4 separate regions of the Mus musculus genome follow, and all the other regions are linked to region 4. A link is a contact called in public HiCAR-type, Micro-C and promoter capture Hi-C data. All regions are on one chromosome and are shown on one strand. The core of a region is the stretch at or near the end of the contact, and the rest is flanking DNA. Distances in the headings are between cores, read along the strand shown. Region 1 holds the start of Irx1 (Iroquois homeobox 1). Region 2 holds the start of Nsun2 (NOL1/NOP2/Sun domain family member 2). Region 3 holds the start of A930018O16Rik. Region 4 holds the start of Ice1 (interactor of little elongation complex ELL subunit 1).

Region 1 (5,965 bases), core at 1,356-3,855, 1.3 Mb before region 4:
TCAACATCTTGATCCCAAGTTTTCACTGTATGTTAAATATTGGGCAAAGGGGCTGCTTCTCAGCAGTTAGAGACAGGAGTTTCTGCTTCTGCTAGGGTATCCCCACCAGCTGCAGGTTTGTGGGTCATTTTATGACTCTCCTTTGTTCCTCACATTGCTCTCTACACCTCCCTGTTGCTCCCCACCCCTAGAGGTTCAAGCTTGGGGTTAGGAGCCACTGAGAAAGAGAGAAGGACCCATAGTCTCCGCTAGCACCTTCCAGAACTGGGTTTAAGCTCAGGTATCTTTCTTGCATCCCTGATGTGTGGCAAAGAACAGCCAACTTGCCCACACCTCCCCAACTGAGTCCACACCCTTGCTGCTACCCAGTCCTCAAGGGAAGTTACCAAAATTGCCCAGCTGGATCCTCTGGAATTATCTTGCAGTTTCCACCCATTTCCTGTCTTTGGTGCAGGAGACCTACATAGAGCGAGAAGTAGCAATGGTGGGCCAGTGGGTGTGAGGACAAAGTGTCCCCAATTCTCAATTCTTTCCCAAACCCTTTCCAAATAAGTCTAATAGACCTAAGGCAGGAGGCCCAACACCTGCAACTCAAGCAGACAGTTGTGGGAGTAATGACAAGCGGTAACCCCTCTGCCACTACATACTGGTAGGGAGATGTATTTGGACTGACTTCCTCCCTCCTTCTCTGAGGTAACAGCTCAGGGCTTATCTTTCCTGAATTTACCTGTCATCTGAAGTGAGTCCTGGGTTCACTGAGCCAGAACAATGGTCAGACCGCTCTTCTCCAGAACTTCCCTGCAGTGGTTTGTTTGTTTGGAGGATGTAAGATAAGGGTCCCAAGATTCTGGTTACAAGATGACTGAATAGCTGGGAACCAAGAAGAGGTCACAATTAGGAGCTTCAGAAGCTAGAACTCTGGGGGTTCCCTTGGGGTACCCTCCAGACTAAATCCAAGCAGGAAAGCAGGTCCTGACATTCCAAGGGGTGTTGGGGTCATGAAGTAGGCAGGGTCAGATGGAGGAAACAGCCTGATTAAGTGAGAAGATCCAACCCAGAGCAGAGAAAATGAAGATTACCTGATTTTCCCACTAGTAATTAGTAACTACTTTTAAGAGCTGTATTGTGCCTAATTACAGGCAAGGTTTAGTATCTGATTTCAAGACCTATAAGTGAGGACTTCCTGATGTTGCAGGAGACACCAGGCAAGCAAGTGTGCCTTAGCTGGTGTCCAGGGTCCCAATGGCCCTGGACAGCAGCATTCCAGTATGCATGTTGGGGCTCTCTGTCAAACCTGTCACTGTACCCCTTAATTCTCTGAGTCTGAAATTAGACCCTGAAGGTGAAGCTCCACCAGCACCGTGTGATGTGACACACTCAAGCCTCTGCCACATTATAGACAGCAGCAAGAAACGAGGCACTAGGAGTCTCTGGACATTTTGGTTCTGCACTTCCAATACCAATCTAGGGCACCATGAGCAGAAGCATCTTTCTCTGGTCAGCCGCACTGATTGAGAGAGGAGAGAGGAATGAGCATTTCAAGTCTGCCCTGAGAACAGAGCAGCCAGGCCCCTGGCTTTCAAATTGCCTGGTTCTTATTTTCCCAGCGTTTGAGATAGGAATTGGGCGGGGATGGGGGGGGGGGGTGTCGTGGGAGACTCAAAGACAGGGGACTGGCGGCTGTCCTGTCCTGTTGGACTGGCTAGTCGCAGCGCCACCTCAGGTACCTGAGCTCCACTCGTGTTGACTCTCCGCGTCTGCACACCTAGTGGACAAACGCAGGAGCCCAGGCCTTTCAGGCTTCTCCCAAACTGGAAGAGGGTGGTAGATGACTGTGGGCAAGATTTGCCAGTTCTTTTACCTTGCGAAGGTCCTTCCCCTCCTACAATTCTTTCCCCCACCCTCTAGGAGCTCTCCTCCGCTAGGCAGCGACCTCTCAGCTGGCTTGCCCATTTTAAAAGTTTTTATATTTGGAGAAGCTGACAGAGCGCGGCCGGCCACAACCCGATTCTCCAAGTGCAAGGGGGGGGGGGCAGCAATTTCCAGAGTATCTGTTGATACCAAGTGGGGCCAGAGAGACGACGCACCCTGTATCCGAGGTGTCAAGCCACGCGTAGATTTATCTGAACACTTCAGCCAAATATGTCCCATGGAGGTGCTGCAGAGCCAGCCACAGAGGAAAGGCTGTTCGCTATAGACTGTCCCCTGGCCCCAGGCCTCTTTCCCTGCCACCCCAGCTGTAGAAACGCAATCCCCGAGTTGCTTTTGTTAAAAGGGGATGGGGGAACAGATCTCCGTTGCAAAACCGGGTGTCAGACAGCTGTAAACCGGTGTCGACAGGTTGTCAAAAGCCGCGGGGGCTGGTTGGGAAGGAGCCTGCGGCCTCCGGACCCACACCAGCAGACGGGCCGTGCGCGCCCACCGGAGGAGGAGGTGGCCCGGCGGGCGCGGGGCACCACGTGCTCGCCGTGAGGGGCGGGAGCGGCCAGCGAGGGCGGGCTGGAGGCAGGGAGGGGGCGGGAGGGGAGCCAGGGGCGGGGCCTGTGCTCAAGGGGATGCCAATCAAAGCATCAACTTCAAATTGTGTCTGAGAGCCCCGCCGCCGAGCGGAGGGCGGCCGCCGCAGTCGGCGCGCGATCTCGGATACGGGCGCAGCCGGGAGCCGGGCGCCGCCAGCGAGCACTGGGCCGAGGAACAGCGAGCGGCCCCCGCCCCCGGGCCGGCCGGAGCGCGCCCGGCCCGCGGCCCGCAGCCCCCGAGTCGCGCCTCCTCGGATCGCCAGCCGGTCTTCTTGCCCGCGCAGTTAGTGTTGCCCTCCGCCACCACCGAGCCCGCGGACATGTCCTTCCCGCAGCTGGGCTACCCGCAATACCTAAGCGCCGCGGGCCCGGGCGCCTATGGTGGAGAGCGCCCTGGGGTGCTGGCTGCGGCCGCGGCTGCTGCGGCCGCCGCCTCGTCGGGCCGTCCCGGGACTGCGGAGCTGGGAGCGGGCGCGGGAGCGGCCGCGGTCACCTCGGTGCTAGGCATGTATGCCGCGGCGGGACCGTACGCGGGCGCACCCAACTACAGCGCCTTCTTGCCCTATGCCGCGGACCTCAGCCTCTTCTCGCAGATGGTGAGTGCTCCCGCCTCCCGCGCGTCCTCCTGGCCCGCACCCACGGGAGATCACCGCGCCTGGGGACATCGGGAGCGGCTGGCCCAACAGAGAAACAGAGGATCCGCAGGCAGTGTCTGGGAAAGGAACGAGAAGGGTCCTGCAGAGGGAATCCGGTGGCGGAGACCTCTTTCCCTGGGGACTCGGGAGTGCCCAGAGGCCCAGGCAGTGACCACTGTGGTCTTGGGAGGTTGGAGACCGGAGTCGAAAAGCGGGTTGCGCGCTAGTGGAGAGAAGCCTCCAGAGAAGGCCTGAGACCGCGGCAGGCTCTGGAGGTCCCGGGCAAAACCGCCAGGCTCCTCCAGTGCGACAGGGCAGGCCCGCCGGGCCCCCTCAGCCAGGGCCGCTTTACTAACACTGCCCTAACCTGGCGGCCGGCCTCGCCTGAGCGCCGCAAGAGCTTTCCCTTGGGCCCAGAAGACCTTCCTTCTCCCTCTTTGGCAGAGCAGAGATAGTTGCCCTAGACTTTGCCAAAAGGAACCGGTTAAACCTAGCGGAGTCGATCAAAAACATCCCAACAAACAATAGACATCAGCAGAGCAGAGAGGTCTCTTAATGGAGTGTGTAGGGACCATAGGAATCGGGGCTAAGAAATACTAAGTTGACATAAATTCTGGCTTCCGAAACGGTGTTTGCCTTTACTTTCGTAAGTTGCCAAACTTTTCATTTGAGCCGAAAGAAAAGCACTTTTCTTCCCGTGTTACATAAGGGAGAGTTAAAGGAACAGTGTCCCAGAGCTTAAAATAAATGGTGCTCTCCGATCTCCTGTCCCAGTGGGTGTCAGATGGGGGTGTGTGTTTAAATTTAATTCTCCACAGGAGTATTGGCCTGTCTGTCCTTCCGAATGATCACTTTTCCTTGGTTTAACGGAAAGGTCGGGCTGCTTAAACTTGAGGCCGCTAGCAAATTGCGAGGCGGGCACTGGTTTTTGGAAGGCAGCCCCCTGCTGCCCTGCTATCTTCTGGATAGAGCAATTTCCAAGAACCCTGAATTATCCAGTCTCTGGCAAAACAGACCAGACCAGACTCCTTTAAAAGGTTGGCCTCCAACTGTGCAGAAGCAAAGCGGCTAGCGCGATTTTCCGAACTTTTCTTGTAGTTTAGAAAGAAAGCCTATTTCTCAGTGGTCCGGCCAGCCAGTTGCCTTTCGGATGCTTCCCAACCAGGAAGATCAACCCCCATTTTGTTCGGACAGCCAATATGCCCCGGGAGCGATGAGAGATTTACAAGGTGCCCTTTCAAAAACAATTCCCAGCAGAGACGAGGCCGAATTTCTACTTTACGATTACAACTAAAATAATCTTGAAAAACGAAATGTACATTTTACAATGGCGAGGCACAAACGAATTCGGGCCAAAGAAGCCTCTTAGGCGCGGCCTCGATCGCTAAACTAATTAGCCAAAGAAATAAGCTTTTAGTAACTTTTTTAGGGTTCCGACTTCTTTTTTTTTTTTTTTTTTTTTTTTTTTTGCTAACCTGGTAACTGTATCCTTTTAAAAATTGAAGATGGAGGGTGATTTAGTTATTATTTTCGCGAGGATTTTTTTAACTAAAAATTTGAATACAGATGTGAGCCATTTGGGAATCCTGCCTGTGTGCTTGTGGGGGAGGGGTCTGCTCCCATTGTAGTGAGGTAGGGAAGGTCCACAGGAGGTTTTTGTTGTTGTTTAATTTTGTTTTCTCTTTAAACTAAAAGGAAAATAAAATTCGTCCCCTAAGGTGTTTGTGTTACCTCCAGGTCTCCTACCGGGTTCTTGGAAAGTAAGCCTAAATCCAAACCCTCAGCTGAGGCCTAGCTTTCCAATCTTTTATGATCCAGTATTTGGAACCCAAAAGATAAAATTGTGAGTGAATGTCTGTCTGGGCAATTTATGGTAATAATGAGGCCTAACGAGGCTGTTAGAAAGATAAAATGTTATTTACCAAAAACCTGATGGGATAATTTGACTTGCTGTGTTTTACTACTGATGATAAAAAGAATATTGATTGCAAATAAATCATGGCCTCTAAATGCCTGCAAACAGTTTCTGTTTGCTCGGCTGCAGATCAAAGTCAAACTTAAGAGATAAAGTAACCAAGAAGAGGCCCAGGAAACTGAACCGGTTCCCCTGAGCTTCAGCCTGTGGCTCCAGGGCCTGACGTTAATATTTTACTGGATAAGCTCTTCTTTTGTATTTAAAAAAAAAATGTGTTTTGTCATTGTTACTGAGGATGGCCAGGATTAAATTTTAAATTACCTGTCACCGCTACAGACCTCTAAGTGTGAGTGAGCCATTATATGCAGATTAATTTGAGAGGCAAAAAGAGGGCTCTGCTTTCATTTTAAATTGGTGGTGAATTTAGACTGAAGAGTGCCCTGGATGGTTTATTTTGATTGAGTCCTTCAGGGTGAGAAGGAGGGGCCTTGAATTCTGAGTGCTTCACTTTGGAGAAACTGTTTCATCAGTCTACAGAAAAGGTTTTCCCCCTCCAGCTAGTGTAAGCTGAACTTGAAAATTTGAATTTTGGGAAGGGGTGGTGTGGGGAACCAAGGGTTCTGGGAAGACTCGGGAAGGGGGAGGGGCAGGGCTTGCGCTGAGTTCTAAAAATCCAAGGCTTCTAGAAGTTTTTCTAGAGTGAACAACAGTTTTTTAAAAATCTGTTTAGTGGAGACCCAATGCCTTCAATCCAGTTTAAGACTCCAGCTGCCTTGACTCTCCAAGTAGTGGTGTGTGTGTGTGTGTGTGAGCACGCGCGCGCGTTTTCCTTTTCTGAGCTGGTGAATCAAGTGCCCCCAGGGTCCACAGCAGCACGGGTCTTCCTTTCCTAGCTT
Region 2 (5,694 bases), core at 3,054-5,553, 1.0 Mb after region 4:
TGCTTAGTTTCCATCGAGGGAAAGTCAAGCAAACTTATGTCCTCTACCTATCTGCACAGAAAGCCACAGTGGTAAAAAACAGCCAGAAACTGAAACTGAGCCAGACCCAACTTTCAAATTGGTAATGGCACCAGTAACTAGGGAAGCACAGTATTTGTAAAGCTTGGTGAACAGGAAGCCCGCTTTATCTAGTAGCACAAAACCATTCACTTCATCAGAAAGAGGTGAACAAGAAAAGGAAAGCTATAGAGTGTGCACTTCTCCAGGTCCACATGAATGGGCAGCAGCTGTACTGGGACAGTCCAGTGACTGAAGTCGCTCGAACCAACCCAGAAAGTCTGCACCTATGAGAATTACAGCTACACTCGGCTACATGTTTTTGGCAGCATTGGTAAAGGTTCAATATAGGAAAAATACATTCAGCAAGATACAGTAAGATAAAGTGTGACGTTAACAGTGCCATTACAAGTAAACTAGATAACTTCCATAGTGGCCCTAAAATCTTGGATGTATGACAGTTCAAGTGAACACACATCTAAGAAGAAAAAAGGAGGAGACTGCACAGAAGTACTATGAGTGACAGTGACAGCCTGGTCCTACACTCAGATTCGACAGCCATGTGAATCCACCAAGAGAAGGCAGTCAGACAAGCTGACAACAGAGACAGGTAAGCCTAGTCAATCACAGGAAACTAAGGCCAGGGTCTCCTCACCATGGCCACTCTCCAGGTGGGAAGCACAGTGCCAGTGCAATCACAGCACTCAGTGTTCAGGCCCCAGGGCGCTCACAGAACCCACTTACAGACTCAGTCTCGCTGACCAGGAACTGATGGAACTTTGCCAACAACGGGGACTTCCTCAAGATTTTCCGACTTAAGTTTGTATGCCAGGCAAGTTCTTCAGGGTACCTAGAGACGGAAGATGTTGACCATTTTCATACAATAAGGCATGAGTAGTAGGCAGTTACATGTTTGATAGATTCCTGATTATGATTTTGTTAGTCTATTTTGTATGTCTGTAAAAGCAATTCTATAAGGAAACAAAAGAGCTTGCGTACAAAACCCAACCCTACACCCCCTCCCATTCCTGGAAACCACAAATGCACTCAGTTTTAACAAAGTCTGTTATCAGCTATGCAGACTGAAGAATGAAGTCTCCTGTCATTTGTGTCACTCTGAGGACATTCCTTCTTTGTGAAGTCAGTGATCGGGACAGGTGTTATCTACACCTGGCCTGTATGTATTCATCTACATGCAGGAACAAGGGCTTTGATGTGACTCACGACACTCTGCTCACCAAGCCTACTCAACCCAGCATCAAACTAAGCAGGTCGGACAGTAATTAATCTCTGTGTTGGCACTGACTGTTACACCTGAGACAGGACAATGAATTCCTGTAACAAGTCACAGAGGTTCTGTGTATCTCTGTAGCCATGGTAACAAATGGGAAAATGAAATCAGGCTGACTGGAAAACAGACTCAAAGTGACAAACTTGAAACTTGGAAGTGACACAGAAAAATAGTTCTTAGACCCTGCTCAACCGTTGTGCACTAAGATACTTCTGTTAATTTCCATCTAAATTATGAAAAAGAAATTTTCTGTGGATGTTACACACAGCACTCTTTGATGTATCAGACAATTAAAAACAACTGAAATATTAACCCTGCTTCACCAGAGGCAATTCCATCGACGCCACCAGTCTGGAGTCCTAGTGAGATATTGGAGAAATCTTCTGCACACTGATTTTAGTGTCTGACATCCAGGACTCATTTAAACGGACCTGCTGTGCTTAACATGGTAAGGAAGGATATTGAAAACCCAAATAGCCAGTGAAAAATGGCAAGCGATATTCCATGATTAAAAAAAAACACAAAAGATTACCTAAAAACAAAAGACAACATCAATATACCAATAGCCAAAATGCAGACATGGTAGCATAGGCCTTCAATCTCAAAAGAAGAGGGGATTGTCTCTCTGAGTTTGAAGTTCAGCCTGTTCGACATAGAAACTTCCAGACCAGCCATGATTAAATAAGACCCTGCCTCAAAATGAAAAATCATTAAAAAAAAAATTAAAACCCATAGTTATCAGAAAAGACTCACTAAATTCACCTTTATATAGAAACTGCTTAAAATATTTTTCTTTTGTGAAAATTTTACCTAAAAATCTTAAATATGAAACCATAATTAAAAGTTTCCTTAAGTTCACTCAGGGTGTGGAGCATCTGAGCTGTTACTGAGCATTTCAGGTATTAAATATGAAATCCTACACCTTCAGAGCCAGGGATCACAGGTAATAAAAGGGCTGTCATGGGAGCAGGAGTGCCTGGCTGCTGGATACAGGGGAAGCCTGACTGAATGTGAGCCTACAGGCAGGCTGCGCTGGGAAACACTGGCACACAAGCCATAGCAACCTGTGATGAGACTGGCAAGCAGAGCTTGTCTTCCCTTCTACTCGGAAACTAGGATGTGGAAAACTGGTCATTGTAAAAAGAAGTTCAAGAAGCAACTCAGGAACATCAAGGAGGAAGCTGGACCCAAGACCAATTAACCAAACTCATTAACTCAATTAACTGCGAGTCACTGATGAACATGTGTACCCCAACCTCATGTTAATAAAAGCACTACAGGAAAGAACATTAAGATGCTTGAAAAGAGGCAGATGATGGGGGCTGGGGAGACGTCTCAGTGGTTAAGAGCACTGGCTGCTCTTCCAGACCAGAGGTCCTGCGTTGAATTCTCAGCAACCACATGGTAATGGGATCCAGTGCCCTCTTCTGATGTGCCTGAAGACAGCCTCCCTGCACTCGTATACATACATACATAAATCTAATAAGGCAGATGATGCTGGTACATGGATTTAATCCACCCAGCAGAGGCAGGTGGATCTGAGTTTGAGACTAACCTTGTCTACAGGTTTCAGAACACCCAGAAATCCTGTCTCGGAAAACAGACAAACAGATGCTTGAAAAATACATCCAGGGACTAGGTACACGGCTCAGCAGTTAAGAGTACTGTCTGCTCTCTCCCTCCCAGAGGTCCTTCCCAGCAACCACATGGTGGCTCACAACCATCTGTAATGAGTCCTGTAATGCCTTCTGGTGTGTCTGAATACAGTGTACTTATATATAATAAACACGTAAATCTTTATAAGAAGAAAAAAAAAGGAAAGTACAACCAAGCTCTTTAAGCCGACAGTGACTTTAGAGCTGAGAAGTGCATTAAAGGGGGTTGGGGACCTAAGAAACACCCAGCACGAGGAAGCATTCTGTACCCACCAGCTTAGTGGTTGTGGAACTTCAACTTTCTGTCCATCTACTTCCAGGTCCTCCAACTCCTTAAAGTACTTGTTCTTCAAGCAATGGAGAATCTCTTTGGCATGGCTATGGAAAAAAAAAAAAAAGCAAGTTTCACAGTCATCTAAGAAGGTGAGTTGGTAAGATTTAATAGCTTTAAGATTGCCAAGTGTTTTAAACGTAAAACCAGTTCTGAGAAGACGTTCCATAAGCGCTCCGGGGTGTGCAGACTTTTTAACACCTAGGCCCTGTTAACATCTAAGAAAGCAACACCATCAATTTTCTAACTCCCTCCAGTTCACTGTTCTGTTGGACACACCTTACAAATAAGGTAAAAGCAATACTGCATTTTGTCACAGCTTCAGTTTTTAATTGCCACGAGTCTTGCGGACAACGTACTTTGACGTGCAAGAGAGGCAAAGATTCCTGCTGCTCTGATGGTCCCCCATAGGACCCAAGTCTTTCCCGGGTCGCGTTTTCTATTCATATTCTAATGTCCCACCGAGGACGTTCCTGTGCACTACAGCCCCCAAGTCCACACCTCAGAAAAGACACAGCAAACGTACCTTTTGTACCCAGTGATTCTCAGTGTGGCTGGGAGAGGTTCTCGGAGTGACTCCATGAATTGGTCCCATTCTCCCTCTGGCACGATCTTGAGTTCCTGATAGTAGTGCTCGAAGAGCTTGTTCTCCTTTACGATCTCGGGATAGCCACCTTCCCAGCCCTGCCAGGAAAGCGACAGGTGAGCAAGCTCCGACCGACACCCGCGAACCCGGCCCACGAGCAAGCTCCGCACGCGCGAGCCCACCAGACACCCCTCTCGTCCCCGCGCCTACCGCCTGGCCTCGCTTTCTGCCGCCGTCGCTGGCGTCTTCCTCGCCCTCAGGCTGCGGCGGCTGCTGGAACCGCCGGCCCCGCGCCCGCCGCCCCATGGCCCACGCGGCTGCACACGCGGAGCGCACACAGCGACCCACCAAACCGCACGCACGCTGCACTTCCGGCTGCATCCCGAGGACCCCGCGGCTGGGTCCTAGCAGAGGCAGTCAAAAAATATGCCTGAAAGACACAACATGCTCCCGCCGAGAACTCACGCAAAAAAAAGGGTGGTATTCCTATAGAGAACGTGTTTCCTCAAATCAACCTTAAACGCCACTGAGCGTGAATCTCCCCGTCTTACACAGAGACTCAGGCACCTGCATGGACGACCTGATCGTAGCGCGTGCGCAGAGAGTCATGGAGTGTTGTCCGATCTGTCGCTGTCCGGGTTAGACTGTGGAGGGGCGTGGTTGCAAGTTAGGCGGGGCGGAGCGAGAGTCTGTTTCGAGCGAAGAGGCGGGGTCTTTGCTGTGTAGGCGGGACTTTGTGGGTGATGCGAGGCTCTGGTGCTCCGCTGTGGCGCTGAGGGGGCGGAGCTCCGGCAGAACTTTTCGCGAGCCAAAGGAGCTCTCAGCCAATGTGTGTAGCGCTCCAAGATCGGGCGGGGCTCTGAGGAGCGGGGCTCGAGACTAAGGCGCCCTCCCCCCGAAGAGGCGTGGCTCCCTGTGTGGGCGGGGTTTTACCCAATCGTTCTCTCGTTTGGATTACGGGCGGGAGGGTATCTTCTGGTGGTGCTAGCCTGTGCTCCTGTCTCCGCCCGAGCAGGTGGCTCGCCCCTCCCCTGGGCAGGTACACCCTGCTGGAGCGCTGGCCCTTGTGGGCTGCTCTGCGCCCTCCTCCTGAGCTTATATGTGGCTCCACTTGGACATCCGAGCATGGAGCACGCTGCTCGACCTCAGCTATGGAGTTGGATGAGTTGCGCCTACTGGATGCGCTAGTCTACCTGGAGGGTTTCCTGGCTTTCGTGGCCTTCGTGGGGCTCCAGATGGTGGGCTCTTCCTACGGCCGCTACTCCTCGCAGTGGTCCGGCCGCCGAGTGCCCGCGCGACCTGCCTGGTTCCTACAGGAGCTGCCTTCAATGGCCTGGCCGCTGTACGAGTGCATCCGTCCTGCAGCCGCCCGACTGGGCAACCTGCCTAACCGCGTCCTGCTAGCTATGTTTCTGATCCACTACGTGCAAAGGTAATGGTCTTCCCTCCTGCGCTTGCTCCCGAGGACCCGCGGCTCAGAGACTTAATTCCGAAATACAAAGGATTGTCTAGAAAGGGAGGTAGAAAGGACCGCACAGAAGCGGTGGAAGTTCGTGTCTGGTCAGGGATAGTGGCACAGTGGTCCGGATTTCTTCCCTGCCCATCTGCAGACTCCGCCCTAAGGAGTATCTGCGATGCCATCCAAGCTGCATTTCTACTGTTTCCCCCTTGGGGAATCTATCCCTGGTAGCCTGTCCCATAGCCAGGTGACCTAGCTTCAGCTTGCTAACAACCTACTCTGGAACCACTGTGGACCCCGAATGTGGACTGGAGC
Region 3 (5,299 bases), core at 1,689-4,188, 1.1 Mb after region 4:
TCCCTGCCCAGGGTTTTAAGGACTGAATTTTACTCTCAGTGTCAAGAAATATGCAGCTTCTATGGCTGGAGATGGCGAGGCAGTTAAGAGCACCTGCTGCTCTTGCAGAGGACTTGGGTGAGGTTCACGGCACCCATACTGTGGCTCATGACCTGTAGCTTCAGTTCCAGGGGATCTGACACCCTTCTGTGGCTTTCATGGATACCAGGCACACATGCAGTGAGCTTACAATACACACATACAAACATTTAATTATACACATAAAATAAAAAAAATAAATAAATCTCAAAAGAAAGGAATGAGCCGGGTGGTGGTGGCAGACGCCTTTAATCCCAGCACTTGGGAGGCAGAGGCAGGTGGATTTCTGAGTTCGAGGCCAGCCAGGACTATACAGAGAAACCCTGTCTTGAAAAACCAAAAAATAAAATAAAATAAATGAAAAAGAAATGAATGTACAGTACTGCTCCTGATTTACATAAAACATTTGTCACCAGACATATAACAAAACATTTACTCTAATTACAAAGACTTGTCTAGTGGCTGATTAATCAAAGGAGCATGTTAACTAAAGGCAGTGGCAAAGACAGAGCGTGAGACTATAAAAACCAAGGAAAGCACTCTAAGAAGAAAAAACTGACAGCACAGACGACAGACTCTGGAAGCTGGCAAGGGGACTGAGTGTGCGTGGCCATTCTACTAACACTCGTGGGAGGACCTACCTTCTGTGTTACACCGTCCTAGAGCTGATGTCCAGCAGAGAAGAGGACAACAAGCCTGTCTCTCCTTGGGGGCCTGCCATTCTGACAAAGTAGAGGGAACACAGAAAAACTATATATTGGATAGTCGGTGAAATCAAAACGTGCAGAAGCCCCTCTCATGGGTGCCTGAACAGCCTTGTAAGGAAACAGATATTCACAGATGTTCTCAGGTTATGGTGACATTTCTTAGTGTGTGCCCAATCCAACATACCAGGGGTCCTAAGAAAAGAGGCAGACATGGTGAAAGTGCCATGCAATGATGGAGTCAGGTTAGTGATGTGACTGAACAAGCAGTGCCAAGGAATGCCAAGAATAATAGACACCTGGAGGAAAGCAGGAAGCAGGGTAATTTTCCTTGTACAAACCTTCTGAGACATCATGGCTGCCGACATCCAGAACTGTGGAGGAGCAAACTTGCTTTCTGAGTGCCCGAATCAGTAAAATCAGGGAAAGAAATGGGGAAGCTGTAAGACCCAGTGTAAAAGCTCTGGGGCAGGAGTGTGCCTCACACTTGCTGCTGGTGCGTATGAGGTTTTGGGACAACCTGGAGAAAATGGGGAAAGACTAGGTGGAGTCTGGCAGGTTAGCAAGGCTGTTACATTTTGATCAGTGAGAGAGTAAGCTCCAGTAACATTCTGAGGCGATAGACGATCTGATTTCTTAAAAGTAACAACTTAAATATGTATGCATATATGCGTGGACATATCAGACGCTGGGATCACCGGCTGAGTGGGTTAAAAATTAAAGGGGGCAAAGGAAGGAATATGGGGAAAACACCTGGGAGACAATTTAAAAACAGACCAAAGACGGAGGTGACCAATGAGAAGAGAGGCAAGAATTTGTCTTTGGACAGTAGCAGAGCCAAGAGGAACGAGGGACGGAGGAGGGCAAAGACTTTTGCGCTTTTGCCCAGATCCATTAAAAATTGAGTTCAAACAAGAACTGTTTTTCTTTCCCGTAGTATTTAACACAACACACTCTGGGACAGGGCTTCAGGGCTTGCGTGTACTGTTTGCAATCGTCCTGCCTTGGCCTCCCAAACGCTGGAATTACAGGCACTCGTGACCACACACAAAGCATAGGCTCTGCTCATTGGCTGTGATCTCCACATACACCGGTGGTCAGAAAACGCCAGAGATAAAACATTCATTCGCATTAACGCTACTGACTGAAGGCAGTAAGCACGCTACCTGGCCCTTACTTCCACCTTGGTACAGTGTGAGAAGGGCCAAGTACTTGGTAAGGTTTGCTCCACGGTGGTACAGACCACGAGGGAAGCAGTTCTCTTATGCTCAAAATTAGCGGAGCCCGGATGCAGAGGCCCAAGGACGGCAGAGGCAGAGCGGGCACCCGCTGGGCTGGACCCGCACACCAAACGCACAGGACACCAGAGCTGCTTCCGGCTTCACGGGCCGTGGCGCCCGCACGCGGCGCATGCCAGAGCAGGCGCGTTTGGTGGAGCGCGTTGCGAGCGACGGGCCACGCGTGGCCGGCTCTGCCCAGTCACTCCACCGTACAGAGCACGCGAGGAGAAGGCGGGAGGGCGGGGGCTCGACCCGGTGCAGTCGCAGCGGTTTCGTTTTCCCAGGCGGTCCGCGACCGCAGCACACCAGCCGGCGCGGAAACTTCCACCCGGCACGCTGGCGTGTCTGCGCACGCGCAGCGCGGCCCACACAGCCCAGCGCCGACCCGCACCCGCCCCTCCGGCCCCGCCCTGTCTGTCTGGTCTGCATGCGCCCGCGCCACTGTCTCTCCGCCGCCGCCCGGAGCGCGCAGTGCGCAAGCGCGGTAACCAAGGCGGCGCTGTCTAGTGAGGATTTGAAATCCCCGCGCGTGCGCACTGCGCCGCGGCCCGCGAGGGAGGCCGCGCCCCCGCGCCGCCGCCCCCGCGCCGCCTCCCCGCCCCTCATTGGAGCTGAGGCGGCGGCCCCCATCCCTCTCCGTTCCCGGCCGCCGCCGAGGGCGTCTTTCCGCCGCCGCGCCGCAGGAGCGCCGTGACTGACTGACGGCCCGACGCTCTGGGCCCGCCCCCTCGGCCGGTCACCGCCCCTTCGATGGCCTCTCCCTGCCGCCCGCACGCTACGCCGCCGCCGCCGCGGCCCCCTCGCCCTCCCCGCGCCGCCTGAGCCACCGGGACCGCAGCTGCGCCGCGCGCCCCACCGAGCGCCGCCCGCGCCCATCCGCGCGCACCGGAGCGCGGCCCAGGCCCGTCCGTCCGTCCGTCCGCGCGGCCGGCCCGGGGCGCGGCGGGGCGGGGCGCGGCGGGGGCGGGGCGCGGCGGGCGACGCGGGCCCCGCGGGGGCGGCGCGTGGATGGATCCGCGCGTGGCCTGGATCCAGCCGGAGCAGAAGGGGCCGGCCAATGCCCTGTGGATGCAGATCTGGGAGACCTCGCAGGGCGTGGGCCGTGGCGGCTCCGGCTTCGCGTCCTACTTCTGCCTCAACTCGCCGGCGCTGGACACGGCGGCCGCGCCCGGGGCGGCGGGGCGCGCAGCACCAGCAGCAGGAGGCCCGGGGCCGGCGCCCGCCGCCTCGTCCCCGCCGCCGGCGCCCGGCCCCGCCGCGCTGCCCCCGGCGCTGCTTACCGCGCTAGGGCCCGCGGCGGACAGCGCAAGACGCTTGCACAAGTCCCCGTCGCTGTCGTCGTCGTCGTCCTCGTCGTCGTCCAACGCCGAGTCGGGCACCGAGAGTCCCGGCTGCTCGTCGTCGTCCTCCAGCAGCACCTCGCTCGGCCGCGCCGGCAGCGGCCGCACCTTCTTCAGCTTCGCCGACGGTGCTGCCCACGCACACCCGGGCCCACGCGGCTCCACGCCCGCCGGCTCGCCGCCGCAGCACCAGTTCCACCCGGGTCGGCGGAAACGCGAGAACAAGGCCAGCACGTATGGCCTCAACTACCTGCTGTCGGGCAGCCGCGCGGCCACGCTGAGCGGAGGGGGCGGCCCCGGGGCCCAGGCGGCGCGGCCCGGCACGCCGTGGAAGAGCCGCGCGTACAGCCCGGGCATCCAGGGGTGAGTGCGCCCGAGCCGCGGGGCTGCCAGCGGCGCGGGCACTTTAAAAACTCCGTTGGATCGAGATCCACCAGGCAGGGGGGATTGACAGTTCGGGATGGAGGCCTAGGGCTAGACTAGAAAGTGGTTCCTTTCTTTCCTCTGCTCCAGGGCAGGGAAGCAAGGGCTGGCTGTCAGAGTGGGAAGCGTTTACGCGTGTTCTTTCCTGTAGGCTAAATCCTGTATCTTAGTGTAGTGAGGTTGAATGTAAAAAATTTTTGTTCCCTTTTTTTGAGACAGTAGGTTTTTGGTATTGGTGCAGTTTAGCCATCAAGTGAGGTTTAGAAGTGGAGTCTTGTGTGTGTTGAGGTTACCTCGTACGTTTTAATTTTGGGCAGACGTTCACAGAAAGACCGTCACCTGGGGTTTCTGAAAACCACCTAATAGTACTCAGGTTTTTTTCCTGTGAACTCACAGGAAGGTGTTTTCATTTAAAAATTTTTCCATAAGGCTCAGAGGACCTTAGCGGTTTAATGTCCCCAATGACAGCAAGGTGGGGGTGTTGGTCTGGAATTGCCCCAGGTGAGACTTTTCTAGTATGAAGCTCTTCATTCAACCTATTGGTTGAATTTCTGAACATCTAGAAACAAAATAGTGGTTGTGTAGTCTCAAGACTGGTGAGCTTGATTTGCCTCAGTTCCTGCCGCTCTTAAAGGGCGTCTAACCTCCCCCCCTCCCCCTCACTCCAGGGAGCGACATCCCCAGTTCAAGTCCACCCGGGTGGTTGCTAGGCCCTGGGACTCCTTTGAGGTAACTTCTTAGGGGGCTGTTTGCGGTTTGAGGTCTGTGGGGAACACGGATACTCTTTAAGGGGTTGGGGGTGTTACATAGAAACAGTTGTCCCCTCTGCAACTTGTTTCACCTGCCTTGGATCTTTGGGTCGGGATTCTCCAGCATGCACTACAAATCCAGGAGGAGCCTGGTTTCTTCTGCCAGTTCCCCCGCAGTGCTTGCTTGTAGAACTTTGTGAGACAGGTGTGGCCGTGGACCTACGGGAGGTTTCTGGATTGTTACATAACTGTAATGGACATGGTGTCTGCCGGGAGACGGATCCTAGCCTCTGACAGAGTTCCACTTGGGTACTTAGGCATCAGCAGCATGATCTGCCCCTCGGTGAGAGTTGTGTCCCTTGATGTGGTCTCTCTGGTGGTCTGTAAAGCTGGTCAGCCTCTGTGTGTTCTTCTGTGGCGTTTTGTTAGTATGTGTGCCTCTGTGGGCTAGGTGTGCTTTTAGAGTCTAGCATGGGTGCAGTTGGCATGGGTGGCATGTATTTCTATTGATCCCACAAGCATGGTCCCTTCTTTAAATACCCTCCCTTCCTGGTACAGATGAACATTGCCACCTGGGTATTCATACTTGGCTCCTGTCACCCTACTCCCAAGTCTGTAGTTCTTGATTAGCCGCTGTCCCCCAAGTCTGGGTCTCTCTTCCTATGTCAAGCACATTGTAACCACTCTCTGGAGGAGGATGCTCAGGCAGTCCAAGACTGGGGTCT
Region 4 (5,345 bases), core at 740-3,239:
TCCTAATGTGACCACTTTGGAGATATCTTTTTCTGCTTTTAACTATAAAGTATGCCCTTTAATTGGCCTGTTGAGGTTGGGTGGCCAGACCTAGCTTGTTAGTTGGGGATTGACTCTGACCCAACCAAAACCCATGTTCTTCTTGTAACCTTACACATTCTGTTCGCCAGCCTCTGAGGAAACCTGGACCTTCTACACAGACTGTCAGGTTATGGGCCTGTCTTGCTTGGGTGCAAATAGCAATGACAAGGCATTCAGCTATTTCTGGGTATCTATATGGTCTTTCAACGTCAAAGAAGATAGCTTGAAGACAGAACAGGGTGTGAGGGTTTTGAGTTGCATTTTCCATCCCGAGGCTTAGGACAGATGTGCAGGGTCTGGATGCCCTCTTAATAAATTATAGTGGCTATTCCTGGTTGTCAACTTGACTATATCTGGAATGAACTACAATCCAGAATTGGAAGGCTCACCTGTGATCCTAATCTGGTGGCTGGGAGATACAAGTTTCTGACCTGGATCTTATCGTGGAGATTTTTTTTTTAAGATTTATTTATTATTATATGTAAGTACACTGTAGCTGTCTTCAGACACACCAGAAGAGGGAGTCAGATCTTGTTACGGATGGTTGTGAGCCACCATGTGGTTGCTGGGATTTGAACTCTGGACCTTCGGAAGAGCAGTCAGGTGCTCTTACCCGCTGAGCCATCTGACCAGCCCCTATCGTGGAGATCTTGAGGCATATACTGGCTATGAATCCCAAGAGATTAAGATTGGAAGCTCTCTGAGTTCAAGGTCATCTGGGACAAAGCAAGTCCCAGATCCAGGCATGGTGACACACACCTTTAATTTGGGCCGTATCTTCTGCTAGAGACCTACATAAGGACATTAGATGAAGAAAGATAGGCTCTCTCTTCTTTGCCTGCTTGCCCTGTGGAACTGAGCAACTGCTAGATCGTTGGACTTCCATTCACAGCTGCTGCTGACCATTGTTGGCGAGTTGGACTACAGAGTATAAGTCATCAATAAATTCCCTTACTATATAGAGTCTACCCATAAGTTCTGTGACTCTAGAGAACCCTCACTAATAAATGCAACACTGTTGTTGAGATTGGGACTTTGTAACCAGAAGATGAGGAGCCGCCAGAAACTTCCTAGTAGACAGATACTGATGGCAACAAAGTTTCTGAGGAGAGTGGATACAATGCTAGGATGTCAGCGAGAGTTCAAGCCCTGATTTCAAGTGGCTTTTAAAGCTGAATGAGGATTTCTTCTTTCCACCTCTCCAGCCTAAGGGTGAAGATGACTGGGAAACCGGCTCGAAGGGGTTTGTCTGGTTGGCTGCGTGCAGACACACCCCACACGTTAGTAGCAGAGCATGGAGCCCTAGAGGTTGGCCTCCAGGCGGTGCTCACCCTGCCGCTGCGAGGCACTCCGGGAATTGTAGTTTTTCTTCCGCTCCCTGCCTGTCTACTGGGAGAATAGTGCAGTAGCTCTGCAAGAAGCGTTCGCACTTTCCAAACCCAGGCTCGGGTCCTCCTTCGGTGGTCGGCATGCCAATGACATCGCAAAACCCCCGCCCCTTGGAGGCTGAAGGGATTTAGGCGTCTACACAGGGCCTGTAATGAGGCAGCTGACAGATGCACAGACAGTTCGTGAAGGCAGGCCCTGGCTCTTGTTCATCTCTTCCAAGATGTGTCCTAAGGCTTTGCTTTTTGTACGACCACGCTTCGTTCTGGCTTTTTGATCAGGCGGATCTGCGGGCAGCCCCGACGGGGGGCGGGGCTGGGTGGGGCGGGGACCTCGTGTGCTGTCGTCGCTTTGGGCCCTCGGGGCTGCGCCGCTCTCAAGTGCCCTGGGCTGCTTCGCTGGTCTGAGCCCTAGGCCGGCTCCACGGGGACCTTGGCGCACGCATGGACCTGCCCGCGCCCGGCGGGAAGCGGCCAGGCTGGCGGTGGCTGGGGCGGCGGAGCAGGGCCGAGGCAGCGGGCCCCTGAGCGCGCGCCCTGCAGGCCGGGCCGCAGCACCATGATGCCCGGCGAGACGCACCCGGCGGCGCCCGGGCCAGCCGACCTCGCGCGGTGTCAGGGCTGCGCCTCCCTGCAGCAGGTACGCAGGATCCCTGGCTGACCCTTTTGCGCCGTTTTGGGGGCGGGTGCCGGTGCTTTGTTTAATCACGGACAGAATTGGTTCAGCTGCTGCGATGCCGGCGGCGGACAGAGTGAGCGTGCTCTTCAGGACTCCTCGTCTTCCCGACTCAGGGTTTGCAGGGCCCAGTTTGGTTGGTGGGTGACGCTGTCTACGCGCGGAGGGAATCTTCCTCTCTGTGATGAAGGCCTCCTCGCACTCCTAATTATTTGTTGTTTGAAGGCAAGGGTTTTATGTTGCGTGCCCAGGTCGCTAGACTTCCAAGATTCCGGAACGGAACTGCATTTTAGCTTACACGTATCTATTAATATACTGCCAAGCTTAGCTTTTGTTAAGTAGCATGTTAGTTGTCTGATTAAAATTGTCCAATAAACATACGTGGGTCTAGGTAGTTTGTTACAGTGTCATGTCCTGTTCTTAACAATGGATCGCTGCAGATGGGTTCTAGGTTTTACTGATGCAATAGAAATAGTCCCCAGTGCTCAGGGCTGGAGACTCGCACAGCTTTCTGTCTTAGAGTTCCATTCACCTATTGTCAGTGGCAAAACGGAACTTGCCCTTGCTCCCGTTCAGTTCATCCCCTTTCTACCCAGTGTTCTAAGCACTGTTCATATTCTGGTAAACCACCTGGACACGGATAAGATGAACGTGCGCAAGTACGACTCGACAGGATTTTAGATGTTGGGAAGGAAATAATGGAAGATGTCAGGGGGTTCTGGTGAGGTGGTGTTGAGGCAGTGGGAGTTGTGAATGTTGAAAAGTAGCTCTGGAGATCGGTTTTAACAAGTGGGACGGTTTCTTGATGTTTGATGAGCAAAGCCTGTGGCAGCCTCGGGGTTGGTGAGACGAGATAAGGGATGCAGACTAGCTAGCTATCTGTGGAAGTTTGCTTTTTATTGTAAAGTGCAATGTCTCTGCGCCGATTCGTATGTTCTAGTTGCTTGGAGAATAGGAAATGGTTTGGCACTCTCATAGAGAAGATGGAGAGTCAAGCCATGTTGTAGCTAGGCCACATCGTGTAGGCATCTTATAACCCTCCCCTCCCTTAAAAGATTCTGAATGGAACGCTTCTTTAATGGACCATATTTGTGTTTTGAGCCTATTTACTCAAATTTTTTGATCCCCTGCTAGTTTATAACAATGTACGCAAAGAGAAGAGGAAAGTTACATTAGAAGCAACATATTGGTAACAAACAGGCAAAAGTAGGAGGGGAGAGTGGGTAAGGACCAGGCTTTTGGCTGCTGAGATTTTCTGGTCTTTGGAAAAATCGTATTTGAACAAGGTTATAGGAGAGCGAGTTCGGTTGATTTCTTTGAAGCCCGACATCCTAGTGGATGCCTCAAGGCCTGGGGTAGTTGCTTTCCTGGTGTGCTTGAGAAGACCGGTGAGGCCACAGCAGACTGAAGATTTAGGATTTGCAGAGGTCAGAAGAGCCAGAAGAGCCCTGGTTGTGTGGTTCTCATACACCCACACCGTTGTATGAGCTTGGGCTTCTCTGGATGAGGTGGTGGTGAATCATTGCAGGTATTTGAACAGACAGCTGTGTGACCCATTCTTCTTAGCCCTCTGGAGAGCTGCATTCACACACTGCTCACCAGGAGTCCCTGTCCTGTTGAGTGAGCAGTGCCATTGATTTCTTTAGGTTGCTTAGGCCAGAAACTGGTGGCTATCCTGGTGCCTTCCTTCTTTGACAGCCTGCATCCAGTCCGTTTGCTGGGTCTCTTGTTCCCACCGCCTGTCTTTATTTTGGCCTGGAAGCTGCTGCTTTTGCTTCCCAAGGACACCTTTGTTCCCTCCCTCCAGGTCACACTTTGGGGAGCAGGGAATAAAGGAGAGGTTCCTTTAGCTCTGTATAGGCCTGGTCTGTAAACCTTCTCCCTTAAGAGGCAAGATCATAAATAACTGTGCTTTGGGAAGTTGTTCACACCTGCTCACTTGCCACTGAGGTGTGAAAGCAGCCACAGACAAGAGTAAAAGAGCCCCAGGGCTGTGCTCCCACCAAGAGGAGGGTTGCTTCTGAAAAGGCTTTCCAGGCAGTAGTGTTTCAGAGCTAGCTTGAGCTCTGTATTTAATTTGCAAAGTGAGTCTGGCAAGATGGTAGAACATCCTAGGAGGCTCTGTGCTTATATCCTGTATGTTGAGAGATGGAAGCTTTTCTCTATTAATGTAACCAAAGCAAAGTATGTAGAAAAGCTTAAAAGTCACAGGTGGAAGGCACAAGATGAATCGACGAATGGGAGCTGTGTTTGATAAAAGGCAAATTATCTCACTAAAGTGATCTAGTGAGTATTAAGGGAGGAGTTCGTCAAAGCTCTAGGGGACAGAATGATAGCAGGAAAAGCCCTGGGTGTAAGAAGCAGAGCCGGGTGAAGTGATTGAATGGTTCTCAGGTCCAGGATGTGGAGGATTCCAGGGTTTCAGCCCTTGAGTACCCACATGAAGTGTGGTGGAAGAAGGAAAGGAAGCTGAGGTGGAAAGATTGTTGGAAATCTGGGCTTTAAAACCTTAGACTGGGGTGGTTTAGCTATTTTTCAGATATTTGTGAAATATATTTGGAATGTCCTAATGTACTTCCAAGGGACTGGAAGCCAGTTTTAGGTTTCTGTGGGCTTGGAGTTCATAATAAGAATCTTTTTCTGGTGGAGGGGTTAGGTAGTATTTTCAGTCACTTGAACTCTGACAGCCTTTAGCTTCTGTAGAGAATCTGTCAGCTGGGTCTGAGCCCTTGAATAAGAAAGCATGGAATAGGGAGGAGTAGAAAGAGATAAGAAGACTTACAGAGAAACTAGGTTGCTTGCCTGTGGGGAGGAGAAAGATGACTGAACATCATCACAGCAAGTGTTTGCTGTGTGTAGCTTAAATTTCTCTGGAGAGAAATAGCAGGAGAAGCCGTTGATACTTCTCATTCCTCAGAAGAAGTCCACATAGTCTTTCCCTCAGTTGCACCTGCTCTGATGCTGGGCCTTCATTCTGACTTGGAGTCTTAGGGTAGAGGGGCCCTGTTCTGAACTGAAAAGTCCTTTGCTTGCAGAACACCTTGCTGTCGGTGGCCCCTGTTTTCTTTAGAATGGAATATACAGTTGCCTTTTTATCTGCCCTGTCAGAAGTGTATCTAAAGGCAGCTGTGCTTCCCAGCATCTTAAGTATCTTTTGATAGTTTCACAGAGTACTCTTGACCTTTGGGTTGTACTAATTTGTT

Evidence for each region. A called contact is a pair of places that touch in the nucleus more often than the background predicts. HiCAR-type assays count read pairs that join an accessible place to other places. Capture Hi-C pulls out chosen DNA fragments and counts their contacts.
Region 1: a HiCAR-type map of astrocytes shows a contact between it and region 4, with 3 times the contacts expected there. The contact joins the promoter of Irx1 here to the promoter of Ice1 in region 4. A contact is called at or near these places in 2 of 484 Hi-C or Micro-C datasets (B cells and embryonic stem cells), 3 of 115 datasets of contacts at active chromatin or transcription factors (astrocytes, large pre-B cells and stem cell-derived neural progenitor cells) and 1 of 9 other capture datasets (embryonic stem cells).
Region 2: a promoter capture Hi-C map of liver shows a contact between it and region 4, with 3 times the contacts expected there. The contact joins the promoter of Nsun2 here to the promoter of Ice1 in region 4. A contact is called at or near these places in 6 of 39 promoter capture datasets (the C10 cell line, embryonic stem cells, hippocampal neurons and 3 more), 19 of 484 Hi-C or Micro-C datasets (CD4 T cells, CD8 T cells, LSK cells and 11 more), 11 of 115 datasets of contacts at active chromatin or transcription factors (the 230-238 cell line, Th17 cells, astrocytes and 7 more) and 3 of 9 other capture datasets (adipose tissue, liver and macrophages).
Region 3: a Micro-C map of embryonic stem cells shows a contact between it and region 4, with 8 times the contacts expected there. The contact joins the promoter of A930018O16Rik here to the promoter of Ice1 in region 4. A contact is called at or near these places in 7 of 39 promoter capture datasets (the C10 cell line, cranial neural crest, hematopoietic stem and progenitor cells and 4 more), 9 of 484 Hi-C or Micro-C datasets (CD4 T cells, CD8 T cells, Th1 cells and 5 more), 7 of 115 datasets of contacts at active chromatin or transcription factors (astrocytes, embryonic stem cells, large pre-B cells and 3 more) and 2 of 9 other capture datasets (adipose tissue and liver).

What each region holds. Positions count from the first base shown.
Region 1 is chr13:71,960,363-71,966,327 of GRCm38.p6, reverse strand. It overlaps Irx1 (Iroquois homeobox 1), which reads left to right and starts at 2,605. Exons shown (of 4, transcript NM_010573.2): 1 at 2,605-3,115. The coding sequence starts at 2,840.
Region 2 is chr13:69,610,625-69,616,318 of GRCm38.p6, reverse strand. It overlaps Nsun2 (NOL1/NOP2/Sun domain family member 2), which reads right to left and starts at 4,303. Exons shown (of 19, transcript NM_145354.5): 1 at 4,131-4,303; 2 at 3,861-4,018; 3 at 3,277-3,381; 4 at 802-907. The coding sequence starts at 4,226. It overlaps Srd5a1 (steroid 5 alpha-reductase 1), which reads left to right and starts at 4,856. Exons shown (of 5, transcript NM_175283.3): 1 at 4,856-5,352. The coding sequence starts at 5,072.
Region 3 is chr13:69,531,954-69,537,252 of GRCm38.p6, reverse strand. A930018O16Rik reads right to left here and starts at 2,938. Exons shown (of 1, transcript XM_011244606.3): 1 at 1,802-2,938. The coding sequence starts at 2,938. The coding sequence ends at 2,057. It overlaps Tent4a (terminal nucleotidyltransferase 4A), which reads left to right and starts at 3,389. Exons shown (of 13, transcript NM_198600.2): 1 at 3,389-3,765.
Region 4 is chr13:70,634,278-70,639,622 of GRCm38.p6, reverse strand. Ice1 (interactor of little elongation complex ELL subunit 1) reads left to right here and starts at 1,989. Exons shown (of 19, transcript NM_144837.3): 1 at 1,989-2,106. The coding sequence starts at 2,026.